Linked DNA regions of Mus musculus: region 2 is linked to region 1. A link is a contact called in public HiChIP or PLAC-seq data. All regions are on one chromosome and are shown on one strand. The core of a region is the stretch at or near the end of the contact, and the rest is flanking DNA. Distances in the headings are between cores, read along the strand shown.

Region 1 (6,936 bases), core at 1,696-4,195:
AGAAGAGAATTTTAAAAGCCCCCAATTCAATTTCCTTCATTTAGGATATTCTTATTTAATTAGCCAGGACCCAAAGGGATCAGCCTGAGATACTTTCGAAAGTAAAGGGGACAAAAAAAATTAAAAAAGAAAAGAAAGGAAAAGGAAAAAGAAAAAATGGAAATGGGAAAATGACTGTATTGTCCTGTCATATAAGCTTTGGGGTTCTAGTCCATCAGGACTGTTCTTCAAGACACTTGTCTATTGGTAACCTAGGAGCTCAGGGTCAGCTGTCCAAACTGAGAATCAAATGTGGTGCGCCACAGCTGTGGGAGCCGCTGAAGACTGAGGATGCCCCAAGAGTGGGCAGAGACACATAAAGTGGGCAAGTGCACGTGGAGTGAAGAAGAACCAGGAATGCTCAGCTTCGCTCTGACTCATTTTCTTATACAAGAATATAGCCGGACTTCCTGGATTCACAATAGGGAATGCACACAGGCTCACAAACACACGCAGAGCTGCAGAGAAGGAGGTGGTGCCCCTGGCACGGCTGCGAAGATGAACAGAGGGAAACCTGAGCAGCGGCATCCATGAGGCATAGTTGGAAGAGCCAGACGGAAAGACACTGTTCGCTACGATGACCTCACTGGATGTCATGAGAGGGAGAACTGCTTTAATTGATTCTCTTGGAAAGACCCGCGGTGCTTTATCTGTTTAATATAACAGATGCTTTTAATTGATTTTGGTCATCTTATCTCATTTCCTGAATGATCCAACAGCTGAATGTGAGCAAGCAGAACAGGATGTCACTCCTGAGTAGAGCATCACTCATGTTGTCAGGGAGATGAGATTGCCATTGCCAGAAGGCGAGGCTTAGAGCTTTGAACCACGGTTCTGCTTTGGAAGGACACATGCCTCTCTCTTTCTCTCTCTCTCTCTCTCTCTCTCTCTCTCTCTCTCTCTCTCCCTCTCTCCCTCTCTCTCTGTATATATGCATTTGGTGTGCTTATGTGGGGCCAGAGGATGATTGCGTGAGCTGGTCTCTCCTTCCACTATGTGGATTCTGAGGATTGGATTCCATCTGTCAGGCCTGGTGGCAAAGCATCTTTACCCACTGAGCTGTCTCCTCACCCCCTGGTTTGATATTTTGGAGATAAGGTGTTATAAACCAGGCTCTTTCTTCACCAGCCTGCCTCTCAGCATCTCAGTACCCGCAGCTTACCTTTCCGTGTTGCCAAGGTACCTTTTGCCACTTTATTCTAATGTAAAGTCTTACTGTGCAGCCCTGGAAGACCCGAGACTCCCTATGCAGTCCAGGTTGGCCTTGAAATGAGTGTCGGTCTAACCTCAGCCTCCCAAGTGCCATGAGTACAGTGTTTGCCATCATACTCAGCTCGAGGTCCAGGTTCATAATCCTGATCAACTAGAGAAGAAAGCCATTGTTCCTCCGGCAGGGACTTGTTTAGTCTGGGAGAACCTATTGGCCAGTTTTACCAGTATGCTAATAACAGGAAAGTGAAGAGTAATTCAGCACCATCAGAACAGCCAATCCTTTCTTTGGAACTGGATAATAAATTCCATTATGATCAGCCTGTTCTATTATATCATCTGAACAGGAGGTTCCTGAATAATTAATGTGGCCTTTTTTTTTTTTAATACTATGTTGGTTGCTTAAAAGTGGAGACAGTCCATCTTTTCTCTTGAACTAGAGGGGTGACCATTGTATCCATACAGTTGTATCAACTACAGGAAAGCATTGTTAGGTGAGAGCTGTGGCGTGTTCCAGAGACCACTCATTGCCCATGGCACTTTCAGCCAGGGTCTCCGAAATGAGAAGAGTGAGATTTTCCCTCTTGGTGTCACGTGGACTTCAGACTTCGGCCACTATCAGAGCACGGCCCATGTGCTGTGGCTGCCACGCCCTGACCACGTCTGTGCTCAGGCTCGCTCAGCCTCTGTTGAGGTGCCAGCCTTGGTTCCCAGAGTGGGTGTGTGTGGTATGTGTGTGGTGTGTGTATATGGTATATGTGTGTGTGTGATATGTGTGTGTTAGGCAAAGTGTTTGCTTGTATGTTTATCTCAGAGACACTAAAAAGTCACACCTAAAAACGTAGCAAGGCTGAGTGTCTTGCTTTCCAACAGATGTTTCCAGGGTTGCAAACATGTATCTTGAATATCTTATCACATCAGATCATATTATTTATTACTTACCCTGTCGCCTGTCAACTTGGCTTCTACTCATCTGTGCTTCTGGAATAAACTTAAGGTACTCCCCCATCCCCCATTATCTTTATTTTAGAAGTTCTATATTTGCATCAGACTTTTTATGTTACAGAAGTAAAATTACAACCCAGGGTTAACCACTGTAAACATGGTTATGTTGGTAGAGACAGAGGAGAGGGGGAGAGTTGTAAGAGAGAGAGAGAGAGAGAGAGAGAGAGAGAGAGTAGTATATAAGTGGACCAAAACCTAAATATGTAAATCATAACTAAGAAAATTTTAGGACAAAAAAGTGAAAGACCTTTTTTTTAATATATGTATTTTATTTTATTTTATTGTCTCCATTTTGGTACCTTTTGCTCACTGCAAAAGTGTAACTTAATTGACCAAAATTTTAAGACCTTGAGACAGGAAGAGATTCCTTAAGTAAATCATGTAAGATATGTAGTACAAAGGAAAACATTTACACATGTGAGTATCAGAAGCCTGCAGATGCCAAGTGCTCCCCAGCACCCAGGAAGTAGAACTCCTAGACCCGTGGTTCTCAACCTGTGGATTGTGACCCCTTTGAGGGTAGAACAACTCTTCTATGGGAGTCAAGTATCAGATACTCTGCATATCAAATATTTACATTATGACTCACAACAGTAGCAGAGTTACAGTCACGAGGTACAGGAAATAACTTTGTGGGTGATGGCCACTGCAGCATGAGGGACTAACTGCATCAAAGTGACAGTGCTGAGCCTCTCCACCTGCTTACCCCCCTTCCAAGCTGTCCTTGTTTGCAGACTCTCACAGATGCTCTCTACACTCTGTGAAGACAGAGCTGTAGAAATGCCCAACACTGGTTGCAAAGAGCCGAGGTATAGCTAGTTACATCTCCATGTGATAGACTCTTACAGGGTTTTGAGAATGACTTCACCTTTTGTTTTTAATTATGTGTATACGTGGGTTTGGAGTGTGGGTGCATGCATGTGAGTGCAGTGCAGAAGAGGCTGCCAGGCCCCCTTCCTCCTCCCCACCCCTCCAGCTCTGTCTGCTTATGTGGTGCTGAGGCTGCTATGGTTTCGATGCCTCCAGCATCCCCCCAGCTTCTGGTTTTTGCAGTTTTAACTAGTTTTTACTTTTGTGGGGCCGAAGATAAAAGCAAGGGCCTCCTGCATGCCAGGCAACCATTTTTCCTCAGAGTTATGCCCCTATCCCTGCTTTGTGCAATTTAAACGTGCTCAAAAATCTCAAAAACAAATAAGTAATGTTTTCTATCTTGTACAAAATTACACGAAGGGGTTGGAGAGGTGGCTCAGTGGGTAAGAGGACCAGGGTTTAATTTCTAGCAACTACATTGACAACTCAACCTGTAAGTCCCAGTTCCAGGGGATCCGATGCCTTCTTCTGGCTCTGTGGCTTTATATGTGTATATGTATATAGCGCACATGCCTATGTACAGGCAAAACACCTATATGAAATACAGATACAAATGCTTCCACCCACAGTCAAGTCTTGCTGGAATATGACTCTTCTCAGTGAACATATTGAACTAGGACTTCTGTGTGGTCTTGGTGAGCACTGGAGTTTGGGGACCAGGGAGATGACATTGATGTACAGTGTTAGAGTCAGTGGCTTCTGATGGTTCTTAATTGAGTGGTTCTCTACCCGGCTGCACACTAAGGTCACACCAGTGGCACTTGAGACATCAGAGCCCTAGTCCCACCCTAACAGCTCTCCTAACTTGTTGGGGTGGAGGATTACATATCGAAAAACAAACAAACCGCCCCGGAGGTGTTACTATTGCTGTACATGTGAGTGAACAGGAAAGTAATGGGTTAGATAGAAACCAAAGGCAAACAAGAGTGATGCCAGCTATAGTTTGAAGAAGATTTGACCTCCAGCTTTTAGAGACAGTCTCTGGGATGCAGGTGAAGAAAAGCAGCCTGGGTTGGACTGAGAAGATTTATCTGGGATTTAGCAATGCCTGGTTCTCTGGTCTTCAGCATCTGACATCCTCTCTTGGCTTGTCTTCTTCTAATGTAAAATATCCACAGACCTGCTTTCTGGAGCTATTCCATAATGGTGGAATAGGGTACAGCCTTATTTCTGGACACACTGTAGCAGAGATTTTGCTCCAAATATTGTTTAACTGAGCCAGGAAGAAAAACAACGGGGCTAAGACTGGCTTGTCTTGACCTTTGTCATGAATTCCCGGTGTTTATGGCCCTGGGTACCTAGGACCCATGTAAAAGTAGAACTTACAAAAGCCTAAGAACCAGGTCTCCAACTATTTTCTCTTCCCCTCCCCAACAGCATAATTTAAAATATTGAGTGAACAGAACTTACAGTAATGTTTAATTTTATGATTTCAGAATATTTCTAAATTTTTATTATTATTCTTGTGTATATTAGTGTGTGTGTGCACTTGCTTGTGTACTTGTGTGCCTATGTTCAGGTGTTCTTAGCAGACTGTGCACGTAGAGGTCAGGGGATGAGTTTCAGGACTCAGTTCTCACATTCCACTGTGGGATCGGGGCATTGAACTCAGGTCGCCAGGTTTGAGCAGCAAGCCCTTTTTACTGGCTGAACCGCTTCATTGGTCCTCACTTCAAATCGTTTCAAACTCCTTTCAGCTAAATTTGCAGAACAGCACCAACCAAATGATCGGCTTCCTGAAGCCAGGAGTCATAAACGGTAACATGAAGTATGGGCAAAATCATGATAGTGCTAACATGGCCTTGATTTCCCGTTTGGGGTTTGGTAAATTGCATGCTTTACCTTGCGTTAGAGTTAATTTCTATATGTATCGTAATGTTTTCCTGAGTTTGCTGAAAAGATATGTAACAGTGCAGACTTTTTCCACTATGAGAAAAAAAATTGTTTTCCAGCTGCCTTGCATTTCTAGAAATGGAATCGAGCGTAACCACTGGCACCAAATAGTTAGCAGTCTGGCCCCGGGCAGACGGCAGAAGGTGTCTGAACTGCTCCCAGATTGCCGTGGCCAAAGGGCAGATACTAGAATGTGATATTTCTGTGCTCAGAGTAATTGGGCTTGTGGGGAATGCCAACATGGACAGTGCTCAGTGTCAGTCCCCATCCAGAATTCCCACGAACACCCCAATTCCCGCACCTTACCCTGGATTGCTGAGGTGGGGTGGTGTCCTTTTCCAAGAGCAGCCACAGCTTGCTTATCTGCTGTGTGGATAGCCCACTTCACAGCTCATTCACAGCAAACTTAAGGCCAAGCTGGGAGCTTTCCCTTCAGCCCTGTAGCCGCCCACCTCCATACGGCCAGGGAATGCTGAATCTTCAGTGCCAGCAAGCCAGCGTTTATGGAATGCCTGACATGCGGCTGACTTTTTATTAGGTCAAGTTTTCATACAAACCTGATGCTATGAGTGGCATCTTCTTATCTTCCAGATTAGGGAGCCAAGACAGTTGTCTTGGGCACACCCATCAGTCTGCAGTAAGATGCCATCCAGGCTAACCATAGCATTTGATAGTTTGAGTCTTAGAAACTTTCCTAGGCTGAGATGAAGCTGAAATGATTTTTTTTTCCAGGTTAGGTTGGCAAGTGTTAGGCTAGGCTCTTTTCATATTAGACAAGCTAACCATCATGTAATATTTGAAAGGAAGAGAACTAATTCTAATTCAGTTTAACATGTAATTCACAATTTTTATTTGTTTTTTTTCCCATCCATGGAATCCTGCCACCCTGACAATGCTTTTACAACTCTCCTTGTAGCACCTGACTCTCAATTTCATGCCCTTTAAAAATAATCTTAACATTTATATTAAAGACACTTACATTATTCACTTAAGTAGACCACAGCTTCTACGATAAATGTCTATGCATTTCTTTTTCTAAGTTATTATCTTAACTTTAAAATCCACCTTTAGTAAATATGCAGAATAATGGATATCTTTATATTAGTTTCACACTGGTGTATCAGCTGCATTTTGTTTATTCAATAAATTTCAAGATGGAAAACAGAAAAAGAAATAATTTGGGGGCTGGTGAGATGGCTCAGCGGGTAAGAGCACCCGACTGCTCTTCCGAAGGTCCGGAGTTCAAATCCCAGCAACCACATGGTGGCTCACAACCACCCGTAATGAGATCTGGCTTCCTCTTCTGGACTGTCGGAAGACAGCTACAGTGTACTTACATATAATAAATAAATAAATAAATTTTAAAAAAAAAAGATGTTTGGGTTTTTTTAAAAAAAAAAAAAAAAGAAAGAAATAATTTGGAACAAAGTTGGGTAAAGCATCTTTACTGCTAGGTGCTATTCTTATAGGATCGATTATAATGTAGCTAAGTAAATATTTGTACCTATTGCAAATATATATATTTCAGAATACTTTGCCAAAGGAAAGCAATTTCTGTGTATATTACAGAAGGCCCCTTTGTTACTATCTCTATTTAAATCCTATGATGTCATTCCTTGTCCTGCTGTGCATCATCGTTTCCATAGTAACAAGGCAGCAGTGGGAGGGGACAGCCATTGGCTTTTAGGATGGCGGGAATGCATGGAAAGTTCCACCTTCCCTAGCAATGTGCAGATTACTTCAGCGTGTGATAAACAACGCAGAAAGTGACACTGTTCCAGGAAGCAGCTTGTTTGGCTTTCGGAATGTGTCTACTTTCCTGACAGCTTTTCTTCATCTTGTGCTGTCTTTCTTGCCTGCCCTCCTCCCCCAAGACCAAAATAAAATCATTAAAAAACAAAACTCCTGCCTGACGTTCCA
Region 2 (6,936 bases), core at 2,913-5,412, 620 kb after region 1:
TTAAAAATTCTATTTTTCCATAGAAATTTCTGGAGGACATAAAAGATATAAAGACGGCCGGGCATGGTGGTGCACGCCTTTAATCCCAGCACTTGGGAGGCAGAGGCAGGTGGATTTCTGAGTTTGACAGCTTGGTCTACAGAGTGAGTTCTAGGACAGCCAGGGCTACACAGAGAAACCCTGTCTCAAAAAAAAAAGATATAAAGACGTATGAATTGAACAGACCAAATGGTCCTGGCTTCAGATTACAAATCTAGATCTACTTTTCCCCAAAGAACACTAAAATGGAGTTTTATTAATCTTTTCAAGAGAATATACAAAAGAAAGGAAAGTGTTTCCATATATCCATAGTGAGTTATTTTATAAATGTATTTAGCAACCTAGCATCATGATATAGACAAAGACCACAGGCCCTTTACAAGTATGACCTCTCTGATGAATGGCTATACACATTCATCCTAATTACACAGAAGAGGCTCCAATGGTTATAAATCAAGGATACAGCGAAACACTTTCAATGGTCTTCGAAGCCAGAAAACTCGCTCATTTGTCATTCTGGAGAGTGTTTGAAAGCAATCAAGAATAATACAGCATGACCTTGTGGCACGTGATCAGTCCAGCCGGGCTGTTCTACAGTGTTTTGTTTTTCCAGACGTGAAACACCTGCCACCAAACTTCGAGGCCATTCATCTCCCTCCTGATGGCTGCCCTGTTAAAGACTTCATTCATAACTGAATTAACCTAAGCACGGGCAGGACACGAATAGATTCTATTTTAAAGATACAGAATCAGTGAAATCTCGTTCTAAATTATGGGACCTTGGTGAAGGTATCAGCGTGTCACCTCAGCTTCCTTTTGAACGTTTTTCTGTATGCATGTGTGCACACTCACATGTTAGTGCCTGGGGAGTAGGGCGGAATCCCCTGAGCTAGAGTTAAAGGTGGTAGCGAGCCTCCGTGTGAGCGTGCTGGGAGCTTAACTCCAGTCCTCTTCAAGAGCAAGTGCTTGTCAGCATGCATCTTTCCCAAGAGCCTTGTTCTTAATGACCAAGAACGTCGTGTTGAGAACGCTGTGTGCTGCCCAGGGATGAGCAGGTTCATACGTCACTGCTGTTCTCCAGCACCCAAGTGGGATGTACTTTGTCTCCTATAAATCTGTGCCCTGTGTGCCATGTCAGGGTCTAAGTGGTGACTGTGCCCACATCACAATATAAACTACAAGGTAGGGCTGAGTGGAGAGAGTTTGAGTCAATTGACTTGATTGGGGCTTAGAAAATGGTATGACTGAGTCACAAAGGCAGGCTATGAACGATCCCTGAAATAGCCAAAGCTCCAACATATCAAATTTTTTCTTTAAACATTTGGACCACATATACATTTTGTGGCCAATCTAACTCAAACTCCTGTACAGTCTTTATCTCCCTGACTTAAGATCAGCATTCAGACATCTGCCACAGAGATACTAGTAGTAGTGTCACTGGGCTGTTCTGTCCTCAAGTCTCCTATGAGACTCACAACTCATGAACTAGAAGCCTCAGGCCAAAAAGACAATTTCTAAAACCCGCAAGCTAAGACTTACAAGAGGAGACCGTGAACTTCTATAATAGTAGCCATGGCTGACATTGGACCAGAACATCCCAAACCTTTGCCATTTCTCTCTCAAATTCCCATTTTTCTATAGCAGTGGTTCTCAATCTGTGGGTTATGGTCCCTTTGGGGAAAGGGGTTAAATGACCCTTTCACAGGGGTCCCATGTCAGATATCCTGCATATCCATGTCAGATATCCTGAATATCCAAGTCAGATATCCTGCATATCAGATGCTTACATTTAGATTCATAACAGCAGTATAACTGCTGTGAAGTATCGATGAAAACAAGTTTTATGGTTGGAGGTCACCACAACATAAGGACCTGTATTAAAGGGTCACGGGGCTAGGGAGGTTATGAGCCATAGTGACACATCTCCGTGGTTGATTTTTAGAATCCCCATAAGATTCGCACACTTCTCCTCCCTTTACATGATGTTATGTTGACAGAAATACCTTATCCCCAGTATAAACAGAAAGCCAGTCTTCCCTGACAAGAGTAGAAATGAATGGAGAGGCTTTTCTCCCCCTCAGGATTGAAGCAATACAATAAATCCCAAGTGTAGTTACCCATGCAAGCATTGAAGCCTGAGAGGCATGCCTCTGTCAAATGCGTGGAGACTCCAAGGGACCCAAGAAGCTATGAAGATGTAACACATGCAACTAACCTTTTCTTTCTAACGATGGACAGATCAGTAGAGCCCGATCATCAGGTCAGAGAGCTCGGTCAGGACATGACTTACTAATTCAGCAGTAGGATCAGAGTTCAAATCCCAGAACCCATGTCCGGAAGGAAAAAGAGCCGTGCATGGTAACACATGCCTGTCACCCCAGTCCTGGGGAGGTGACCACATCCCTAGAGCTTGCTAAACAGCCAGCCAAGCCACTCAGTGAGGCCCATGGCAAGGAGAGACCTGGCATAATTAACTCTACTGGGAATTTATTGTATTGTTTCAATTCTGAGGTGGCCAGCACTTGAAGAAGGACACCGAGGCTGTACTCTGGCTTCTACAGCATGAACACATATACACACACATGGACATATGTGCACACATGCGCATGCACACACACACACACACACACACACACGCACACACACACGCACACGCACACGCACAGCAACATGCAGAGCAAGTTGTAAAAGAAATGCCTAGTTATTACAGCTTGACTGTGAAATGTGCCCTCTGAGCTCTGTATTTGAGCACTTAGTCCTCACCTGGAGCACTCTCCCAGGAGGCCATGGGGCCCAGCTGGCACATACTGACAGGCAGTACAAGTTGTCCCCGTGTGACAGTCATAGCTACAAGTTCCCATCCACACAGACCTAGCCTCTCCTACCAACCTTCCCTCCCATGAATCTCCCACAAGATCTCCCTCCCTTAAACGACATCTGCCGGACTGCTCGCCACAGGCAGCAGAGAAAGTACCAAAGTTACCTCAGAGTATAGCTAGGCATGCACGGCTCGGTGTGAGTGGCTTGGTGCGACCTAGCATGAAGCTAGCCACCTCCAAGACAGCTGCTCCCAGACCTTGTCATCGCTTGTCACCCCAAGGATGACCCACTGTGTCAGTCTCTCCAGTGGGCTAAAGGGCAAGCCTGCTGAGGATCCCTCCCGGGATCCGTATCAAGTAGAAGAGAACTGACTCCACAAAGTTGTCCTCTGATTTAAACGCACACACATATGCATGCACATATACACACACACAAAAACAAACAATCCCATCCTAACTATAGCTTTACACGTTTAAACGTGACCCTGTAATCCCAGCACTTAGGAGGTGGAGTTCGTAAGGCAGAGGATCAGGGGTTCAAGGTCACCCTTGGCTACACAGTGAGGTTAAGGTCAGCCTGGGCTACACGAGGCCCTGTCTCACAAAAAGCAAAACAAAACAGCAACAAACCCCACGGCAGCTGGAACACACCAAACACTGCGTATGCTACATAAAAACCATGTACAAATGCTACTTTAATCGCGGTCACAATAGGATTTCTCTCATGTGATTCAAGAGCAGAAAACCTTCTAAATCTGAGGGATTATAGCTGCGGAGCGGAAAAGACCGATCAGTCAGATATGGCGGCGCTTTCCCAGAACAGCAGGGGTGGCTCAGGATGAGAGGACATGACAAGACAGGGTGGATGTGGGCCAGCTTTTTCCTGGGGTGCCTGCCGGATCAGCAGCTTCTCAGGGGATCCCCAGGTTTCCTTCAGTTATCATCCTCACTACTGGGTAGCTCCACCGGGAAGCCTAACCCACAGGTTCCCATCAGCAGCCCCTTGCTATGCTAGATGCTCTAGCAACAGGCGATTGCAAGGGACATTGTTTTGTTTTGTTTTGTTTGTTCTGGAAAGAGGGCCCTTTGGCACCAAGAGGGATGTGGCAGTGGAGGTGGCTGAAGTGTCTTGCTTCTCTGAAAGGTGCCACAAATCTAGCAGGAAGTGGTTGGCAACACACAGCAGCCTGGATGTCAGGAAGCTGACTTCTGATGAAACCCAGCTGGCCTTCGGGAAGGCCAGGCCCAGTAGCTAAAGGAAAGTGTAGCCTACTTGCCTGGTTATGTAAGAGACACACACCCAGACATAAACAAACCTGTGGCCAGCTTGCTGCAAAGCTGCTGCCTCGAAGGCCCTCACCCACTCCCTGCCTAGTTCTTACCACAAGGGCTAGGCAGGGCTTGCAGTCCAGAAGTTCTTGCCACAGTCTGGCAAATTAGTCTCTTTCCTCCCTCCCTCCCTCCCTTTCTTCCTTCCTTCCTTCCTTCCTTCCTTCCCTCCCTCCCTCCCTCCTTCCTTTTTTAGTTCCTGCAGTGTGCTTTGTCTTACCATAGGACAATACCAGCATAGCAGGATTTATTAAGAATAATTAGCCATAGCACCTCAGGTAAGCCTGGCTTCAGAGTTCAGCATGAAGCAGCCTATGAAACAGTGACCACTATTGTCAACAGTGGCCCTCAGGGGACAGACAGCTCTTGTAGCCTCCACTGGAACCCACAGCAGTGTTTGTCCAGGTCATTCACACGCCCTCGCTACCTCACTCTCTCTTACACCAGTTATATTTGCTTATTATACGTGATCATTTATCATCAGTTAAGAACGTAAGTCCTGTAAGAAAAGTGACTTTGTATGTTTTACTCACTTTGTCCCCAGGGCAGAGAAGTAGGGCGGGCCATAATCAATACACAATCCATAATTGTGGAAATAAGGAATAATTTCACCTCAAGAAAATACACTTGTACAAGGAACAATGAAGAGAACACTCGTTTCCGGGGCTGAAATGTTTTTGTTTTCTGCTTCTGGAAGCTTCTTTGGCTGTGTCTCAGCTGTGTCTTGCTCTGCCCCGACACTTTCTTCTTTCTCCCACCCATTCCAACTTTTTCCCCAATATTCACCATGAACCTGCTAATTGAATAACATGCCAGTCCAGCCCAGGCCTCTGCCTCTCTGACCTTTGCAAGCATCCTCAAGACCAATCCACTGCCATCAACGCCAAGTCTCTGCAGGCCAACAAGCCCGCCTGCCCTCCTGAGTTTTTGCATTTTGCCCTGTGGCATCTACCACACTCCAGAGGGGGAAAAATTAATTTCACTCCTCTGGATCGAGGTAGCTTTCTGGTTGAGTCTGATCAGTAAACAGAGCACGCAGAACAACACAGACCCTGTGTGCTTCCTCTGTACTGTTTAATCCCTTTACTTAAAACATCCAGAGATGGTCATAGTGGCAGAAGGCTGTAGTCCTAGCATTCAAGAGGCTGAGGCAGGAGGATTGTTGAGTGTAAAGCCTGTTTGGGCTACCCAGTGAGATTCTGCCTCAAAAAATGAACAGATAATCAAGTATTTACTCTCTTCTAGAGAAATACAGGAACATCAGGCAAAGTTGCAAATGAAGGAACAGGGAAAGGAAGAAAAAGCATGGAAGTGAGGGAGAAGAAATAAAATATGAGACACAGCAAAAGCACCACCTTCAGCACTCTCGTTCCCATGACAGACGGTGAACCCCATTGCTCTGGCTATATACACAGTGCTTACTGCAAACCAGACCCTCGTGATTCCATTCAGTCATCTGAGCCTAAACAACACGGGCAAGGAAGCCAAGGTGTCGTTCAAGCCCCGCCCCCAAGAGCACATGACCACTGTCAGTCACCTGCTGGCCTATTCTAAGTACTTTATTACTGGGGTCACTGAGTGTTCTATTGTGAAGCAAAGAATATCACGTTTGACTCTGGAATATTCTCTATCAGAGACTGTTCAATTTAGAGGTTGAGGTTTGTTAGATTAAAGTTAAATTAATATTCCTAACATTGGTGAACATTTCACAGTGGGCATTTCAGAGAGGTTCTGAACGCACGCCTGACTTTGCGAAAAAGAAAAACGGTTTAGCAGTAGCGCAATTTTCTTTTTCCTTTTTTCCAAAAAATATAGATATCACACCCATTAGACACTGACACATGCTAGAATATTTCACAGAAATTATTTTAGATATTCAGGCACAGCTCCAATCTGGCATGGCTGATAATTCTGAACTACCTTTTGATTTTCAATCTCTCTCTCTCAATCTCTCTCTCTCTCTCTCTCTCTCTCTCTCTCTCTCTCTCTCTCTCTCTCTCGTTGTGTGTGTGTGTAAAACTCAGTCTAGATGAATTACCTATAACCATATAATCATTTTTTTTTATTATTCTTAGAGGAATGAACTGTCAAAAATAATACCATTTCATTTCTTCTCCACAAATTAAATCCTCTGGAATACAGCACACATCTGAGACAAAGTGAGCATAATTTTATGCTTATGGTGTTACAATGTACAAAGTAGGAAAATCTGACATTTCCATCAGCTTTGTAGCAATAGATTACACTAGACAGATTATAAATGCAACCATAATCAACTTGTAACAAATACACTCTGATTGCAAATTCTTTGTCATGTGCATTAAAAATGAAAGAAAATGGCATTTGAGCAATGTCTGGAATTTTCCCTTTAAGAAGTCTCATCTACATGCTACAGTGTGACTTATTTCTAGGTATGTTTGCCTTCTTCCTGGGCCCCAAGTGTGTAATTTCTCCTAGTAACTGGCTGCCAAGATATGACAGAGTAGGCCTGGCTGAGAAAGCATCCATGAAACAGCAGATGCATAATTTCATTTTGTTTTTTTAATAGCACAACATTCAAAATACCCAGGAGAAAGAGCTAGAAAGCAAAGTCAAGATGCCAACAGATAGCTACATGTCATGACATATAATTGGTTTTTACTTTCAAATTTTTATGACATACAATTTCTAGATTTTCAACATCTTTATATATAAAACAAGAGAGGGGGGAAAGTCCCTTTCTTTTGCAATGTAAATGTTCTCATGCCGA

Evidence for each region. HiChIP or PLAC-seq counts read pairs in DNA pulled down with a chosen protein or histone mark.
Region 2: a contact with region 1 is called in a FOXA1 HiChIP or PLAC-seq map of pancreatic cancer cells. The contact joins two enhancer-like sites. A contact is called at or near these places in 1 of 115 datasets of contacts at active chromatin or transcription factors (pancreatic cancer cells) and 1 of 9 other capture datasets (embryonic stem cells).

The regions. Positions count from the first base shown.
Region 1 is chr13:97,383,851-97,390,786 of GRCm38.p6, forward strand. No RefSeq gene overlaps it. Among named protein-coding and RNA genes, the nearest start is that of Gm33447, 11 kb to the left of the region's middle. Within about 2 kb of position 2,946, at least 47 of the 459 cell types and tissues checked have an H3K27ac peak or open chromatin away from gene starts, as enhancers often do. A contact at or near this core is called in pancreatic cancer cells, where this site is marked.
Region 2 is chr13:97,998,214-98,005,149 of GRCm38.p6, forward strand. The region is part of intron 9 of Arhgef28 (Rho guanine nucleotide exchange factor (GEF) 28); the gene reads right to left. Among named protein-coding and RNA genes, the nearest start is that of Gm34388, 110 kb to the left of the region's middle. Within about 2 kb of position 4,163, at least 53 of the 459 cell types and tissues checked have an H3K27ac peak or open chromatin away from gene starts, as enhancers often do. A contact at or near this core is called in pancreatic cancer cells, where this site is marked.